Linked DNA regions of Sus scrofa: region 2 is linked to region 1. A link is a contact called in public HiChIP or PLAC-seq data. All regions are on one chromosome and are shown on one strand. The core of a region is the stretch at or near the end of the contact, and the rest is flanking DNA. Distances in the headings are between cores, read along the strand shown. Region 1 overlaps IFNAR2 (interferon alpha and beta receptor subunit 2). Region 2 overlaps IFNAR1 (interferon (alpha, beta and omega) receptor 1).

Region 1 (6,545 bases), core at 2,484-4,983:
TAGCATTTACATTATAGGGGTCTAGAAGCAGAAGAGAAAGAAAAAAGGGCAGAGAACTTATTTGAACAAAAACACAAAAACGTAATGACTGAAAACTTTCCCAACATGCGGAAAAAATAAGACATCTAGATTCAGGAAACCCAGAGTTCCAGAGAAGAGAAATCTAAGGAGAACCACACCAAAACACAATATAATTAAAAAGTCAAATATTAAAGAGAGAATCTTAAAAGCAGCAAGAGAAAAACAACTTGTCACATACACGGGAACCCCTATAAGCCTATTAGCAGATTTCTCAGCCAAAACTTTGCAGGCCAGAAGGAAGCTGCATGACATCTTCAAAGCACTAAAAGGACAAAAAAATAAACTCCCAACCAAGGCTGCTCTTCCCAGCAAGGCTATTATTCAAAACTGAATGAGAGACAGAGTTTTCCAAACCAAAGCTAAAGGAGTTATTCACCACTAAACCAGCAGCTGAAAAGAAAGGGTACTAATTAGTAAGGAGAAAATATGAAAGTAAAACTCGCAATGGTAAAGGTAAATATATAGTAAAGGTAGTGGATTACTCACTTATAAAACTCGTATGAAAAGCCAAAAGTAGTAAAAATAACTCTTACTATAATAACTTGTTCAGGGATACACAAAATCAAAAGATGTAAAATGTGATATGGAAACCATGAAACGGTGGGATGGGAGGAGTAAAACCATAGGGTTTCAGAATTAATTCAAACTTAGCCTGCTATCAACTTAAAATAGACTGCTATATATACAGGCTGTTATATGTGACCCTCATGGTAACCCCAAAGCAAAAACCTATAATAGGCATTAAGAAAAACAGTGGGAAAGGAAATCTTATCAAATATCTTTTCTTTTCTTTCTTTCTTTTTACGGCTGCACCTACAGCATGTGGAAGTTCTCAGGATAGGGGTCGAATGGGAGCAGCAGCTGCAGGCCTATGCCACAGCTATGGCAACACCGGATTCAAGTTGCGTCCGCAAACCACACCACAGCTTGTAGCACTGCCAGATCCTTAACCCACCGAGCGAGGCCAGGGATTGAACCCACATCCTCAAAGAAATAATGTCAGGTCCTTAACCTAGTGAGCCAGTATGGGAACTCCATAAAAGGTATCTTTCCCAACAGCAATAGTATGCAATGAGCAATTAATTACAAGAAAAAAAAACTGGAGGAGTTCCCTGGTGGCCTAGCAGCTGAGAAAACAAGGTTGTCACTGCTGTGGCTCAGGTTTGATCCCTGGTCTGGGAACTTCATTTAGTCAGGTTTGTTAACCATTGAGCCATGACAGGAACTCCCAAAGAACACATTTGAAAGCACATATGAAACATTTGCAAAAATGCAGTCACAGAGAAACACTGAACAAATTTCAAAGAGTAGATAAAACACACACCAGACCGTCTAGCCACATGTAACTGAGATAGAAGCCAATATAAACAAAGGTATGTGCATATTTGCTGATGGGACTATAAACTTATGTAAGAGCATTGGGAAAAACTTTTGGTGTGTCCTCCTAAAGTGAAAAAGTCACATACCTAATGACTTGGCAGTTTCACTTCCAGAAACATACTTGAAGCTCTTGCACTTGTAAAACCAGCAAAATATACAGGAATGTGTATAGCAGGGTGGCTTTCAACAGCAAAAATCTAGAAATCGCATTCCCTTGTGGCTCAGTGGGTTAAGGACCCAGTGTTGCTATGAGCTGTGGGGTAGGTCACAGACATGGCTTAGATCTGGCATTGCTGTGGCTGTGGCATAGGCTGGCAGCTGCAGCTCCAGTTTGACCCCTAGTCAGGGAACTCCTAGCCCCATATGCCACAGATACAGCTCTAAAAATAATTAATTAAGTAAGTAAGTAAGTAATTTGGGCAGGATCAATATGGACCAGTGATGAGAGAACATCAAGAACTCAGGATTATGGTTGATTACTCCTCTTCTGTGTACCTGAAGTCTAGTTAAAAATGAAGAAGAAAAAAAATAGCTTTTAAATGAAAGATCCCATTACGGAATTGAAAAGTGTGTTCTTTCTAGGGCAGGAGAAGCAGTAGGGTTCTAGATAGCACCAAAAAGTGAGTCACTGATTTCTGCAGGGCAAACTCATCACCCTGGAAAACTCCCAAAATGTAAGTACATCTCTGAACGAAACAAAGTATGACTCTTCTCTCAATGTACACAGCAGTTAACATTCAATTATATTAAAACCATATACTGTCTAAGTCTGCTCAGGCTGCTCTAACAAAACACCATTGATCAAGTGGCTTAAATATTAATTGTTTATTTCTCATGGCTCTAGAGGCTACAAGTCCAAGATCCAGGCGCTGATCACTTTGGCTCCTGGGGAGCACTTCGGGAGCACTAAACCCATCCAGAGGGCTCAAGGCGTTTGTCTTGGAGTTTCTCACAGCTTTCTCTCTGCAGACACTGACCAAATTCCCCAAATAAGAAGTGTCCCCCAAAGATACTCCTGTTTCCCCATGACGCACCAAGACCTAGGATTGAGTCCAGGCACCTTGATCTGCCCTTGGCAGCCTCAGACGAACTACCTGCCTTCTTGGGCTACTCCCCTAGAAAAGCATGGTCTTTTGGGAATCCATCAGCTTCCCACGCACAGAGTTCTCCCTACAGATGGCCATGGGCCATTGGGAGACTTGGGGTCCATGAGAAGACAATGCAGTTGAGGGTTTTTTTTTAATTGATCTGTATTTATGTCCTAACTCACTGGATGATATATATTCATGAGTATGCACAATTAATTCATTGCCACAATACAAAGTCTCAAAAGACTTTAGGAGTCACATGGTCTATTAGCATGTTCTAGAAGAGAAAGCTGTCTCAGATCCTCTCATTTTTGTTTTGTTTCTGTTTTCTTTCCTTTCAAGCCCTGGTGGCACCCATTTCTCAAGCATGCTTGGGGTAGGATCTTAGCTCTCTTCAACTGCAGTGGCCGCAGATCCCTGGTGCCTAACACCCAAGAAGTCGTAGGGGTACGAGTATGGGTAGAAACAAGCCCTCAAGGGTGATGTTGGCTTAAAAACAGGGTGAAAAAGGAAGGAAATGAGTAATTCTGAGAATCAGAGGTGAGAAAAGAGAGTCATGTGCATGTGGCTTAGTTCCTGGGCTGAGGCTCAGGTGATGGAGATGGGCTTCTGTTTGCCTATCCCAAGGGGCCATAGATGCCAAGGCTGCAATGCCCTGAACTATTAATAGTGACAGCTTGCAGCTGAGTGCAAAGAAGCAGCCCGTTGCTTGCTCCATTTCCTCCACCTGCCTGGGCAAAGACGGCAGCTGTGCAAAGAGAGAGGCTAAATATTGTCAAACGATGGATTGGGATTTCTTGGTCCAGGGAGGAACTGACTCCCATATTCTCACACACTGCGAGTCAGAGGGAGAGCTCAGGGGCTATGCCAGGCACAGCCTTGAGAATCTCAGCCTGGTGCCACCAAGAGGAAGTTAGAGCTAAGTACTTGACCTCGGCAATAAACTTGACCCATGAGAGGTCATCTCATGCCAGAGTTGAGACCAGATCCAGTTCCTTGATTCCTAATTTGGCATTTTTCCACTAACCATTCCTGCCTTCCTGACCGCAGGAGAGTAGAGAGATGTAGGGCTGTGGATTTTAAGAAAAGAAGAATCGAACCCACACCAGTACTCTCTGCAGTCTTGAGAAATCTCTACACTGGGTCACCTCTCATCATGACACACAAGAGTATTCCACATTTAGAAACTCTTTCTCTATGAACCTCTTTCACGATCCTGCCCACACACATCATTTTCAGCAGATGACTTTGTCACATACTTCCTGCAAAAAGCAGAAGTTGTCAGAGAGTCTCTTTCCTTGCCTTCAAATCCACCCCCTCTTTCTGCCTTCCTTTCCCCTGCTACAAAGGACAAATTTCCTTTCTACCTAAGACCAGCCCCTACAGTGTGGCTGAATCCCCCTGCCCCATCTCAACACTTTCATTCACGCCTTTATCTCCTCTCTTCCCCACTTATCAATTTCTCTCTTGCTATAGAACAATCTCAGTAGACTATGACCTACCTGACAATCACCCATCTTAGAAATACCCACCCCTTCAACCAACAAGATACATGCCACCACCTAGAATGGCTAAAATTCAAAATGCTGATAGCACCAAATGCTGGTAAGGATGGAGAGAAGGGAGGACCCTCCCTCATTGCTGACGGGAATGAAAAATGGTGTGGCCACTTGGGAAGGCTATTGGGTGATTTCTTACAAAACTAAACATGACACTTAAAATATGATCCAACAATCACACTCTTTGATATCTACCCATGAGTTGAAAACACATTCACCAAAAAAAAAAAAAAAAAAAAAAAAACCCTGCATGAGGATGTTTGTAGCAGCTTTATTCATAATTGCCAAACCTTGGAAGCAACCAAGACATTTTTCAATGGGTGAATGGATAAACAATTTGCGGTATACCCATACAATGGAATATTCCTCAGCATGAAGAAGAAAGGCACTATCAAGCCACAAAAGACATGGAGAAAGCTTAAATGCATATTGCGAAGTGAAAGAAGCCAATCTGAAAAGGCTATGTACTGTATGGGTCCAACTATATGTCACGCCAAAAAAAGAAAAACTGTGGAGATGATAAGATAAATTAATTAATTCATTCATTAAAAAAATAAAAATAAAAAATCAGTGGTTGCCAGGAAGGGAAGAGAAAAATAAGGAGCAAACAGATGGAGCACAGGGCATTTTTAGAAATTACTCTGCATGATGCTATAAAGGTGAATACATAACATTGGTCAAAACTCATAGAATGTAACCCACACAAGCGAACCCTAGTGTAAACTGGGACTTTGGTTAATAATAATGTAACAACACTGGCTCACCAATGGTAACAAATGTACCACATGATTACAAGAAGTTACTAGAGGAGTTCCCATCGTGGCTCAGTGGTTAATGAGTCTGACTAAGAACCATGAGGTTGCGGATTCGATCCCTGGCCTTGCTCAGTGGGTTAAGGATCCGGTGTTGCCCTGAGCTGTGGTGTAGGTTGCAGACGCAGTTCGGATGCTGCGTTGCTGTGGCTCTGGCGTAGTCTTGGCAGCTACAGCTCCAATTAGACCTCTACCCTGGGAACCTCCATATGCCACAGGTTCGGCCCTAGCAGAGGCAAAAAGACAGGAAAAAAAAAAAAAAAAAGATGTTACTAGAAAACTGAAGGGAGGCATAAAATGAGAACTCTCTGTACTTTCCAATGTAATTTTTCTATAAATCTAAAACTGCCCTTAAAAATTGCCTATTAATTAAAAAATTAAAGATTGTCACTGACCCATGAATAACTGTGGCCCATCCTCCTCCCACCCCTTTCTCTGCCCACTTTCACAATAAAAACTTCAAAGTTGTTTTCCTCTCCCCCTATTTTTGTCCCTAACCCCCTCTCCCTGTATTGGTTTCCTCTCGCTGCTATAAGAAATTAGTACAATTTTAGCAGCTTAAAACAAATTTATGGAGTTTCCATTGTGGCTGAGACGATTAAGAACCTCTGAGTATCCACGAAGATGTGGGTTCAATTCCTGGCCTTGCTCAGTGGGTTAAGGATCCAGCATTGCCTCAAGCTGTGGTAAAGTTCGAAGATGCCGTTCAGATGCCATATTACTGTGGTCATGGCGTAAACCAGGAGCTGCAGCTCTGATTCCACCCCTAGCCTGGGAACTTCCATATGCCACAGAAAACAAACAAACAAAATTACCTTACAGTTTGGGAGATCAGTCCTAAGATGGAGGTGCCGGTAGAGTTGTGTGCCTTCTGGAGACTGTAGGGGGCTATCCATGTCCTTGCCTTTTCTAGCCTCTAAAGGCCACCTGCACCCATTGGTTCATGGCTCCTACCTGCCATCTTCAAGGTCAACAATGTAGCACCTCCCAAGGACTGGCTTCTCCACCCCAGGCTAGGGGGGCAAATCAGAGCTGCAGTTGCTGGCCTACACCATAGCCATAGCCACGCTGGACCTGAGCAGCATCTGTGACCTACACCACAGCTCATGGCAATGCCAGGTCCATAACCCACTGAGCTAGGCCAGGGATCAAGCCTGCATCCTCATGGATACTAGTCAGGTTCGTTACTGCTGAGCCACAATGGGAACTCCCGTCCTTACATCTTCTTTCTCTGACTCTGATCCTCCCGCATCCTCCTCCTACAGACCCTGTGGTTACCTTGAGCCCACCCAAATAATCCAGGCTAATCTGCCTATTGAAAGATCTTCCTTCATACCTGCAAAGTCCCTTTGACCACATAAGGTAAGATTGTCAGAGATGCTAGGGACCAGGATGTGGACATCTTGGAGTCATACTTCCTAACTGGGCTCCCTTGAGGCAGCTCTTGTCCAGAGGTTACTGGCAGCCCTGCTCACAGCTTCATCTTACTTAACCCCTCAACACGTTGCACAAGAAGTCATCAAGAGACTCTTGGAGTTCTTGTCGTGGCACAGCAGAAGCAAATCCAACTAGTATCCATGAGGATGAGGGTTCCATCCCCGGCCTCGCTCAGTGGGTTAAGGATC
Region 2 (6,545 bases), core at 1,619-4,118, 160 kb after region 1:
CGGGAGGTGGTGGGGAGGGGTCTGTGTAGGGCTCATGCACCAGGCGGTGGGAATCCTGGGGCCATCGTGGAATTCTTTTTTTTTTTTTTTTTTGATAGGCAAGAAATAGATTTATTAGGATAGGACGCTTGTGAGAGATACAAGTGGGCAGGCAAGGAGGCTCTGCCCCATCTTGGCATTCCATGCAAATGGGGAGCTCTCCTTCGAGAGTAGCCCAGAACACTTGGGCTCAGGGAGCAATGAGAGAACGTTGAATAAGCAGGACAGCCTAAGATCAGGCTTAGCCTCAGACCTTCCTATAGGCATTTGGGTACCAGTGGGAATTTTGTGTTGAGGGATGGGTAACATGAGGCCAGTATCTGAGGACAGTGACGGTGGCCACATTAGCTATGGTCTAGCGGACCAAGGAGGCACTAAAGACAAAGGGACCAGTTAGGAGGCTGTTGAAGTTCCAGACTCGAACAGAGATGCCTTGAGCTGTTGGTTTCCAAGCAGCTTACCTAACCTCTCCAGGCTCAGCCGTATCCCGTTTAGACCTGCTCGTGTGACTCTGTGTCACACTGGCGTCTGTATCTCTATTACAGCACGCTCCCACGGGCGGGCCGGTACCCCTTTAACAGGCGGCTTCCCAGAAGGCAAAAGCCTCACCTGTAGTGTCTTGTCAGTTTCCATGGTAGAAATACTCCCACCGTGGCCTCTGTGATGCTCCCAGCCCACGTCACCGGACACGGAGCTGGGAAGATGCACAGTAAGCATCATCACGTGGCCTTCCTGCCAAGTAGACGCAGCCGACGGAACTAGCCTCGAGCGGAGATCATAAAACGTGGGAAATAATTAGGACAAGATGAGTTGGAGTATTTATCACTTTTCCTTTTGATACACTTTCTTTATTTGGAAGTTCATGTAACTTCATTTGTAATAATGGCTGTTTAAGACTCAGCCGACAGCATTCCAGAAAATGTACCATTGTTTTGGTGCATGGGTACCAGCCGGCTCTAACACCGGCTCCGTTAGCACGCCCTGGAGCAAGATCTTGGTTTTCGTTCGTGACATGTCTCTTCCACCGTATTGTGAGTTTCCTGAGGGCGAGGACTATTTACCCCTGTGACCTGCTCCTCCCACAGAGTGTCTGGCATATTATAGGTACTCAGTGAATATTTACTGACTTAGTGTGTTTGGAATAAAAAAAAAAAAAAAAAATTCACTTTTTTTTTTGTCTTCAAAGTGCCTTTTTAAAAAAGATTCCTGAGGACCATTCAGACAAGTGGAAACAAATACCAAACTGTGAAAATGTCAAAACGACCCATTGTGTCTTTCCTCAAAATGTTTTCACGAAAGGAATTTTCTTCATCCGTGTCCAAGCATCTAATGGAAATAGCACATCTCTTTGGTCCGAAGAGAAGAGATTTAATACTGAAATGCAAAGTAAGCTGATAGTTTTCATCTTTCCATGGTAATCATGGTAATTCTCCAATTTGCTGTAAATTCTTTTTTTTTAAAAACAAAAAGGTGGTCTAATTTGAACTTTGTGTCTTTACACATTTCTCCTAGCTATCCTGTTTCCTCCCGTCATCAACATGAAACCCATAAATGATGCTTCACTGCGTGTCGGTATCGGTGCTCCGAAAGAATCTGAGGACAAGTCTGTGAACCAGCTTTACCCACTAATTTATGAAGTTATTTTTAGAGAAAACACTTCAGATACTGAGGTATCATAAAGACTGTGTGGTATACGCTTGTAATTCAGAGTTACAACTGTGATTTGGGTAAACACAGCTCAAAGTTAAGATTTTAGGGAAATTTTTAAACTTGAAGGCTATGTGAGGAGTTCCCGTTGTGGCTCAGCGGGTTAAGAACCCCACATCGTGTCCGTGAGGACACGGGTCTGATCCCTGTCCTTGTTCCGTGGCTTAAGGATGCAGCGTTGCCATGAGCTATGGTGTAGGTTGCAGACACGGCTCGGAGCTGGCGTTGCTGTGGCTGTGTAACCTTCGGCAAAGTGCTTGCCCTCTGAGGCTGTTTGAATACTCATTGCATATCAGGTACTATGCTAAGTATTTTATATGAATGGTCCCAATCATTCTTTAAAACAACCCTGCCGGTTTGATCTGTTAAATTGCTCTTCTGCAAATTCGTAGAATGGAGTGTTCCTTTCTGCTTCACGGATGCCAGGCTGTAGACAGTGGACCGTGACGTGCACCTGTGTGGCTTGTTTCTGTGCTTCTCCCATTTGCCGAGAGGAAAGGAAGCACCAGGTCTCTGGTCCAGGGCAGAGGAGAGACTGTGGAGCAGACCTGAACTTGACCCACAGTCTCAGCGAGGGCTCCCCAGCCCACTGGGACACTCACCAGGGAGAAAAATAAATATGTTGTGAGCCGCAGGCTGTTTTGTTACACAACATTTCCCAACATTATTTTGTTGTAATGTTTTCTTACACAACGTTATTGTGGCAATAGCTGACTAATACAAACAAGAAGTCATAGTTGTCCTTATTGTACAGACCTGGAAATAGGGCCCAGAGGAATTAAATACCTCGCATAAAGCCTCTTAGCTCTAAATGATATTTTGATTCAGGCAGTTTGAGGCCAGAACCCCTGCTCTTAATTATTCTGCCACTAAGCAGAGGGAATACAATGGCAATCAAACCAAATCAGGGGTTCCCATTGTGGCTCAGGAGAAACGAATCCGATGAGGAGTCATGAGGTTGCAGGTTCGACCCCTGGCTCGCTCAGTGTGTTAAGAATCTGGCATTGCCATGAGCTGTGATGTAGTTGGCAGATGCAGCTTGGATCCTCTGATGCTGTGGCTGTGGCATAGGCCGGTGGCTGCAGCTCTGATTTGACCCCTAGCCTGGGAACTTCCATATGCAGTGGGTGTGGCCTTAAAATGAAGAAGAAAAAAAACACACACAAATGAGCGTGTTACTGATAAACAAGCTGTCTTAGGAAATGCTGTATTCTTTTTTTTACAGTAGCTTTTTTTTTTCTACCATCTTCATGGTATGGGGGTGTTCCTGGGCTGGGAATCAAACCCTCACCACAGCAGTGACCCAGGCTACTAGAGTGACAAGGCCGGATCCTTGCACCACAAGGGATCGCCAGCATTTTTAACTTTTTTTTTTTTTTAGTCTTTTTACTATTTCTTTGGGCCGCTCCCGCGGCATATGGAGGTTCCCAGGCTAGGGGTCGAATCGAGCTGTAGCCACTGCCCTACGTCAGAGCCACAGCAATGCGGGATCCAAGCCGCGTCTGCGACCTACACCACAGCTCACGGCAACGCCGGATCGTTAACCCACTGAGCAAGGGCAGGGACCGAACCCGCAACCTCATGGTTCCTAGTTGGATTTGTTAACCACTGCGCCACGATGGGAACTCCCAGCATTTTTAACTTTTAAGTTTGGTTATCGTGTTGTCCAAAAAAATTTCTATGTCTTAAACATATAGCAACTAAGCATTTGGGAGAGGCCAATCTCAGATTGACTATTTAAAGAATTCAGAAAATTGGGAATTCCCCGTCATGGTACAGTGGAAACAAATCCAACAGGAACCATGAGGTTGTAGGTTCGATCCCTGGCCTCGCTCAGTGGGTTGAGGATCGGCGTGGCTGGGGCTGTGGTGTAGGCCGGCAGCTGCAGCTCCACTGAGACCCTTAGCCTGGGAACCTCCATGTGTACGGGTGCACCCCTTCAAAAAAAAAAAAAAAAAAGAGAATTCAGAAAATAAATACTCGCTATATGATTTCACAGGTACTAAACGTTCTCAATGACTTATTTTTTTATAGAGAGACGTTCTAGAGAAGAGAACGGATTTTACTTTCTCTAACTTGAAACCACTGACTGTGTATTGTGTCAAAGCCAGAGCACTCATCGAGAATGACAGGTGGAATAGAAGCAGTGTTTTTAGTGACACTGTGTGCGAGAAAACCAAACCAGGTCAGAGCCTCTTGTCGTATCTTTTCTTTTTTCGTGTAATGAAACAATAAAATTGTGAAATACTTCCTTTTTACCATAAAAATAGAATATCTTCTCTGTGAGCTGTGTGTCAAAAGTGGACCTTTGCGCCAAGGCTGTCGATCGTTTTAGAAAATATTTTCGATACCTTCGTTCAGTGGTTCTTGCACGCTCTATATTTCACGCATATCCACATGATGGTCTTTCATTAAAATAGTTAATGATGGAGGTCCCGTCGTGGCCCAGTGGTTAACGAATCCGACTGGGAACCGTGAGGTTGCAGGTTCGATCCCTGGTCTCACTCAGTGGGTTGAGGATCCGGTGTTGCCACGAGCTGTGGCGTAGGTCGCAGACGAGGCTCGGATCCCGAGTTGCTGTGGCCCTGGTGTAGGCCTACAGCTACAACTCCAATTGGACCCCTAGCCTGGGAACCTCTATATGCCACGGGAGCAGCCCTTGAAAAGGCAAAAAGACACACACAAAAAGCTAATGATAATGATAATTTTCATATAATCCCTAATGTAATCGTCATGTGGAAATCCCTTAATTAGTCCAGTTGTGGGTTTTGGTGTGTGAGAAGGGTTTAGACCTGCTCTGTATGTGACGGTGCCTCGTGTTGACTTGGAACGCTCAGTCTCAGAGTGTTGGAAGCTGTGCTGGCTGGGTGTGACCGAGGCACTGGTGGACACTTTGCATGGGCAGAGCTCCCCATCAGTATCAAATCCTTCGGGGAGGGTGTCTTATTTCACTTCCCAGGCCACTCTTTAAATGCCAGTGCTATTGCTCACCGCTTTTGTATGTTCAGTGCTTCCAGCAGTGTTTCTAAGGGCAGTATTTTATGTCTCTTTCCTTTCGCATGGCTATATTTCGTTCACAAAAACTGTCAGCCTTCTTCAGGGATGTGTGTGTCAGAACTTATACTGAGGGAGCTCCCTTCATGGCTCAGTGGTTAACGAACCTGACCTGGATGCATGAGGATGCAGGTTCAATCCCTGGCCTCGCTCAGTGGGTTTGAGGATCTGGCATTGCCGTGAGCTGTGGTGTAGGTCACAGACACAGCTCGGATCCTGTATTGCTGTGGCTGTGGCTGTGGTGTAGGCTGGCAGCTACAGCTCCGATTTGACCCCTAGCCTGGAAACTTCTGTATGCCACAGATGCAGCCCTAAAAAGCAAAAAAAAAAAAGCACCTATATTGATGCTAAACACCGTTTGTTTGTTTTTAGGAAGCACTTCCCAAGCCTGGCTTATAGCTGGAATTCTCTCGGCGATACTTTTGTTCCCTGCTGTTTTTTATGGTGTGAAAGTCGTCTCGCGATGTATCAATTATGTGTTCTTCCCATCAAGTAAACCTCCTTCCACTATAGATGAGGTTCGTTACTTTGCTTTATCAATAGCCAGCTGGGTTTTTCTGAAAATGACTGGGGAATACCTGTGATTTCAACAGAGTGTAAATTGTTTTCTTGATACTCAGAAAATAATGCAGACTGATTCGGAGGTTTTTCCGTCAGCAAGCTGACTTTAGAAACAGCCATCTAGGAGTTCCCGTCATGGCACAGCAGACATGAATCCAACTAGGAACCTTGAGGTTGCGGGTTTGATCCCTGGCCTTGCTCAGTGGGTTAAGGATCTGGCGTCGCCGTGAGCTGTGGTGTAGGTTGCAGACGCGGCTCGGATCCTGTATTGCTGTGGCTGTGGCTGTGGTGTAGGCGGGGCAGCTGCAGCTCTGATTAGACCCCTAGCCTGGGAACCTCCATATGCTGAGGGTGCACCTCTAAAAAGCAAAAAAGAAAAAAAAAGGAAAAAAAAAGATAAAACAGCCATCTAGAAGAATATAACATGGAATGGTAAGGTGGATCCCTCGTCTCCAATTTTTCTGGCAGTTTGGCGCCTGTGGCATTTGTCTTACCACGGAAGTCTGTGTTCACAAAAAGTTTAAAACAGTATCGTCAGTGCAGAAACTGTATGCTGTGGCTGACATCACAGAAAATGAAACAACAAAACCTGAGTTTCCTCTCACAGCACCTCAGTGTTTCCGTGGCACTCTGAGAGGGTGGCATAGTTCAGAAAAGCACTAAGTGATGAGGGCCGGGGCACAGACCCCACCCTGTGAGGTGTGTTCACCTGGGGCGGCTACCACACTACCTGCGGCAGGTCAGGTGCCCCGGGCTTTGGAGGTAGAGACAGAAGGTGAATCGTCAATGGCCTGCAGTGTACTTGCACTGACTGGCTCTATGAACTCCAGCAGGTCTCTTAAGAATATTTGAGCAAGTGCCCTTAGGCTGTAACACAGGGTCAGCAGTGCCTTCCCACAGAGCAGCGAGGAGCGAAGGAGAGAGACCAGAAAGGCCTAGAACCAGACGAATGCTCTGTAACTATGAACTGTCTCACTCTTTAATCTCTGAGTTTTTTAGTATCATTTCTATATATTCTTCTATTCAGAGTTATTATTGAAAGCCCACGAGGGAGTTCCCGTTGTGGCGCAGTGGAAATAAATCTAACTAGGATCCATGAGGATGCGGATTCGATCCCTGGCCTTGCTCAGTGGGTCGGGGATCTGGCGTTGCCATGAGCTGTGGCGTAGGCGCCAGATGCGGCT

The links. HiChIP or PLAC-seq counts read pairs in DNA pulled down with a chosen protein or histone mark.
Region 2: a contact with region 1 is called in an H3K27ac HiChIP or PLAC-seq map of alveolar macrophages. The contact joins two enhancer-like sites. A contact is called at or near these places in 9 of 47 Hi-C or Micro-C datasets (blood, brain, embryonic fibroblasts and 3 more) and 2 of 2 datasets of contacts at active chromatin or transcription factors (alveolar macrophages and skeletal muscle).

The regions. Positions count from the first base shown.
Region 1 is chr13:196,785,233-196,791,777 of Sscrofa11.1, forward strand. All of the region lies in intron 1 of IFNAR2 (interferon alpha and beta receptor subunit 2), which reads left to right. The region is part of intron 4 of LOC110256370 (40S ribosomal protein S2-like); the gene reads right to left. Among named protein-coding and RNA genes, the nearest start is that of IFNAR2, 22 kb to the left of the region's middle. Within about 2 kb of position 3,734, at least 14 of the 83 cell types and tissues checked have an H3K27ac peak or open chromatin away from gene starts, as enhancers often do. A contact at or near this core is called in alveolar macrophages, where this site is marked.
Region 2 is chr13:196,941,978-196,948,522 of Sscrofa11.1, forward strand. IFNAR1 (interferon (alpha, beta and omega) receptor 1) reads left to right here. Exons shown (of 11, transcript NM_213772.1): 7 at 1,226-1,425; 8 at 1,552-1,709; 9 at 3,781-3,931; 10 at 5,173-5,318. Among named protein-coding and RNA genes, the nearest start is that of IFNAR1, 19 kb to the left of the region's middle. Within about 2 kb of position 2,869, at least 2 of the 83 cell types and tissues checked have an H3K27ac peak or open chromatin away from gene starts, as enhancers often do. A contact at or near this core is called in alveolar macrophages, where this site is marked.